Regions from separate parts of the Bombyx mori genome. Here region 1 is linked to region 2. The links are chromatin contacts, called in public Hi-C maps. All regions are on one chromosome and are shown on one strand. Each heading gives the region's core, a stretch centred on a gene start, on an enhancer-like site or on the middle of the called end of the contact. The rest is flanking DNA. Distances are from core to core; before and after follow the strand shown. Region 1 holds the start of LOC101742244 (serine/threonine-protein kinase Warts). Region 2 holds the start of LOC101746697 (solute carrier family 35 member F3).

What was found. Hi-C and Micro-C count contacts between places; a contact is called where the count stands out from the background.
Region 1: a Hi-C map of posterior silk gland shows a contact between it and region 2, with 2.2 times the contacts expected there. The contact joins the promoter of LOC101742244 here to the promoter of LOC101746697 in region 2. A contact is called at or near these places in 3 of 7 Hi-C or Micro-C datasets (middle silk gland, posterior silk gland and whole pupa).

What each region holds. Positions count from the first base shown.
Region 1 is chr6:13,711,105-13,713,804 of ASM3026992v2, forward strand. It overlaps LOC101742244 (serine/threonine-protein kinase Warts), which reads left to right and starts at 1,437. Exons shown (of 5, transcript XM_004923502.5): 1 at 1,437-1,727; 2 at 2,098-2,599. The coding sequence starts at 2,348.
Region 2 is chr6:13,512,455-13,515,154 of ASM3026992v2, forward strand. LOC101746697 (solute carrier family 35 member F3) reads right to left here and starts at 1,292. Exons shown (of 9, transcript XM_021346198.3): 1 at 574-1,292; 2 at 318-491. The coding sequence starts at 897.

The DNA of each region.
Region 1 (2,700 bases), core at 187-2,686, 200 kb after region 2:
TATTGTCCGTTTAATGTTGTACTCATAGATAATACACATAACTTTTGTACTCTCCTCCAACTAATATATTCATCTGTGCTCTCCTGATATTATGTGTATTATTTATACTTTCCTCTCATGCTCGCTGCACGAGTTAATATTTGCGACGATCTTCTTTGAACTGTTGACTTTGAACCGCAACAAGAAAGCCGCGGCATATATCGCCGTCAAACACCAATAAGGGCGAACCGTTGGCCATATTTGTTCACCACCTAACCGGGGACCTGCAACACTTTCGCGAGATACGACGCCAAGGATACCACCGTTGGTTGCTTTGTGGTGTTTGTATTTTGCCGCACGCCGCCTATTATAATAGGTAGTTCGGAGGTTAAGGATGACAAGATAAGATCAATGGACTTTGGAAGAATTCAAAAAGCAATATCCAACTATTTTGTTTCGTTTAACCACCCTTGTGTACTTTCAGAGATACTAAAATGTTAATAAACCACCGTCATAACATACTAAACCTGATGAAACAGTAAATAAAAAAATAAAAAAGTCACAACTTGACAACAGCAACAACCTAAAAAAATTCCTAGCACTGGCCTCAGGTAGAGATGTACTTGGTTGAATTTAACACAGGATCGGAATCACAGCCCTCCGTGAAGATCCGGCGAGATCTCAGTGGGTGGTGTCTATGAGCTATTTCATACGTCGAGCACAGCAGAGAGTAACGTGCACAGCGAACGACAGAAGAATCTTTGAAAGTGGACCTGAAAGATCGGAAAGAATATGTTAATGGCTACGGCGGCTTTAGGTTGCCCTGTTGCCTGGGTCGGATATGTAATGAGAAGCGGAAAGGTAATGGCACGCCGCTTTATCAAAATAGCGTTCCGACGCTTCCATAAGGTTTTTACTGATAGAAACTAATTAGTTCTTACGTACCACGGTGCTCCGAAGGCTATTTTGCAGAAATGGGATTGGATAACCTGGAGAGAGTTCATGTGTGAACGGGACGCGTGAGCGAACACTACACTTACCTATTTCCTTATTAACTCCAAGCCTATTTCACAATGGAACGTATGCATGTTTTGTAGAGTGTCACCTTGTTATGAAGAAAATGAATTAGGCAATAGCAGATAGAAATTTCTTAATTTAACAGTCTTAGAATTAGACCGTTATACTCTTTTTTTTTTCTTTAGAATTTTTGCAGTTAGGATTTTTGCTGTGAGTCCTGTGACTAGGTACTTACTCCATGCCTGTGACTTTCTTATTATTCGGATACAGTTTCATTTCGACAATTCTGTAGAAGTGTTTTTTTAAAGGTCTGATTATTACTTTTAATAGAGAAATTCCTACATTAGTAAGCAGATGAGTGCTTTAGCTGGGTTCTTTTTTACGAAAAAGAGTCGTCAAACAAAATGGAATTTAATCTTCTGTGTATCCGAACACACTAAAGAATGTGGTAATTCTTCAAAATGGTCGCTTTGTATGGTTTGCCAACTTGCATGTCTGTGTTTTAGAGTCCTTTGTTTTCATATTTCCTTAGAAACTCTCGCTTTAAAGCACAACTCTATCGACTCCAGATTGCCTCTTCCGTATAAAAATTAATGCGACTAATCAAAACTAAGTGTGCAAGAAAGATGTCATCGGCAATGTGAGAGCTGTCGATCGAACTGAATTTCATTTTATGGGATTATGACATTTGTGCATATAATACGGATTTACAGAAAGTGAAAAAGTGCCTGGTAATGAATTACAGTAATTAATTATTCTTCTTAGTGCCTTGAATGAACGAAACATTGCTTTCCGAGCTCCCTCTAATTTTGGAATTCCACAAGTCTATGTCATGATTGATTCGCATTAGACATTCCTTACATCCTCGTACTCTTGGATAGAATGCGATACTGTTAAAAATTGTGTACTCGAATTGTCTGATACTGTAAACAGGTTCTGTATAAAGTCGACAAATCATATCCCTATCCTGTTGCCAAGATGTCAAACTTTTCTCATCTAACTTATTTAACTCATTATTTTATTATCACATAAAATTTAAGGGATCTAAAGCAAGAGGAATTCTCAATTGATTAGGTACTAATATTTAAAAATATTTTTCAGTTAAAAGAAAGTACCTTTCACGCTGCTACACAAAAAGCAATGTTGATACAGACTGACTAGTGAGGAAATCGATATATAAACGAAATAAATTCGATAATAAAGACAGTGACAGTGCTGCGAGTCTTAATTAGAGTGTTGAATAAATGGTGCGGAGGATAATAAACAAGGATATGTACAGGGTGTGGGGTGTGCTCATGTGATGGGAGGCGTGGGGTGAGAGGTGAGGCGCACGGGCGCGGGCGCGGGCGCCATGAACCCGCCGGCGCCCGGCAAAACGGCTACGCGCTCCGGATACCACCAGAAGGCGCTTGCCGAAATCAGAAACTCATTGCTTCCCTTTGCGAACATTGGAAACTCTGAACCGCCAGGTTCATCAGCTGCTAGCACAGTTAGTTCAGGAGTGAGTTCGGGGTTTAGTTCTTCTTCGGGAAATGGACTCGATAAAGACTTGAATGTGCTACCTCAATCCTTGAACCAACTTATTGCCTTGGGTTATGATGAGGTGAGTTTAGTTATAATGAATTGCTAAAAGTGTTTCTAAATAACAGATATGATTAGTGTTTTTTTAGTGTCATTATTCCATTATCTTTAATTTTTATAAAA
Region 2 (2,700 bases), core at 42-2,541:
ATTATAAATGAACATCCATTTATACTTCACCTGCAGGTGGAAATATTTCAGAGCTCTTGGAACAACTTAACACCAGGAAGACAAATAAGCTCATCTGCCTGTCTGCCTTTATAAATTCAATGCTATTAATTCAAGATATTCCAAATCTTGTACAATTTTAATACTATACTCATATCAATTTACTTAATTATTTTAATCTGTATAATGAAGACAGGCATCTGCCTCACCTAATAGGTGTAATTCTGTATCATGCTATTAGTAAAAAAAAATATATATATTATTTTTTATTAAAAAGTTCTTATTTACTTAAAACTTACATTATGTAATTTATCTGTGCTATTGTTATGGAGTACGATTGTGGCTGCTTCGGTAGTATAAGTAGAAAAATAGCCACTATAAGGATATTCCTCTAGGTACAAATGTTTGATACAATGTGTTGTTGTCACCCATGATGTAGTTAGCGTCAGCATCACACATATGCCATAGTAGATCTTTAAAATGAAAGCTAAGTTAAACAGCACTGTCATAGGCATGGGTAAGCATTACAGATCATTTAAAGCTGAATAAACATACTTTTTTAGCAAACTTGGAGCAACACGAACGTGGGCACTTTTTATCACGAAGCTGGCGCTCTTCGTCTTGACTACTAGTAGCTGACTCGCTGTAAGCTTGTTGTAGTGAAGGTTGAGTTGTTAGCGGAGGCGCCGAACAAACGGAGGCCTGTGGCGTCAATGGAACACGAGGGCTGAGCGGCGTCGGCGGTCCGTTTGGCCTTTCTCTATCTCCATCAACGCAATTTCTTTCGCTTTCTACCACTTCTTCACTGGTTATTATCACCGAAGGCGCACGTACGCGTTTTGGATTAAAAATCGTGGGAACATCACCGTCCCTTGCCATGTTTACGTAAAAATCACTTTGGAAAATGAAAACATAATTTTCGATCCTCTTTATTTTTTAATAACATTATTATTCTAATATTATTACATACTCATTTAAGGATACAATTAAATCTCTTTTGTAAACATTGGCCCTATTTTACGAGGCGCGATATTTTTTATTTATTTAATACACAAAAATTAAAGATATTATTTAAAATTAAACAACTATTGTCTGTAATTGAATTTTAGCTTCTCGAAGCCATTTCCGTATTTATTGGATTTGTGCATGTCCCCATTTTGGCAAAAAAAGAAAAAAAATCAAGGTCTTTTATAACGGTCAAAGGATTCTCCATAGATTAAACACTTAATTTATTTGAGAGGATTCTCGTTGATTAACCGACTTAACTATTTACATTTGACATTAACAGATAACAGTGCAATTGACAATTGACAGTAGTACTAGTTCTATTTTTCCAACTGGAAAGGCAAAGATATCATACCATAATGCTTAATCTTTATATTTTTTTAGGAAAAATGATAATATGAAGTAAAATGAAACGAAGTTAATTAATTTGAAACATTAATCAATTGGCATGAAATTATGCCAATCATATGCAAAATAAAAATATTATATGTAATATAATTATTATATTATTTGTGTTGTTCCTGTTTGTCCGATGTTAGGGCATCCATTATTAGGATGAACAGTAAGAGCTTAAAGCTGATCCCTGGTGTAAGCCTATCGCGTCAGTATCGTCAGCTGCGAAGCCTACGTATGAACGGGTTACCGTAAATAGTTCGAACAAGCCGCTGGTATTTCCCTGGCAGTCCTTTCACTTTCATGCTCCAGCACAGAGCTTCACAGGGAGCCCCATCATACGCTTTTCCCAAATCAACAAATACCATGTGCACATTTTTACTTGCACGGCGGTATTTTTCGCTCAATTAGCGAAGGGAAAAAATGGTGTCCGTTGTACTGCGTCCCGGCATGAACTCGAACTGGTTCTATGATACCTCACTCTTCTCTCTCATTCTTCTCGTTATCACTTTGTCCCAAGCTTTCATACTATTTGACATGAGCGTTATTCCCCTATAATTGTTGCATACCTGTACGTCACCTTTGTTCTTAAATATAGGTACGGGTGAGCCACCACTCATCAGGCATGGTCTCTTCTTGGAGCAGTTTATTGAAGAATAATATCAGCCACGTTCATCCACTCGCTTTCAGAAACTTCCCCACTTCTATTGAGATACCATTTGGTCCAGTAGATTTTCCATTTATCATATCTTGTACAGCCTTTTGTACTTCTTGCATACTTATTTCCCTTACTACACTAGCATTTATTGGAACATCGTGCAATAGAAAACAAAACCACAAAAATCTATATTTTTTGTTAATTACAAGTTAAGGAGAATTGGAAGTTCGCACGAGTAAGTATCGACCTACTGCCTATTTCTTGCGTGAATTAGTGATACGTTTTAGTTTATAGGGACAGACAGCCGTATTACAATAAAATTGTTAACAGTATTAGGACTATGGGCCCTGATAATATTAATAAAATATCATTCAAGGTGGGTGGCGCATTTACGTTGTAGATGTCTATGGACTCCAGTAACCATTTAACACCAGTTGGGCTGTGAGCTCGTCCACCCATCTATGCAATCAAAATAAAATAAAAAAATTCAATAGCAAATTAACCTTAATTGTAGAGTCATATGGAAATTTTGCCAATATAGTGTGACGCAACTGCAGCGAAATGACATTCCCACACAGGTAGGTAACACCACATATTTATTGCCTTTTCCTGTTTCTGCCGTGAAT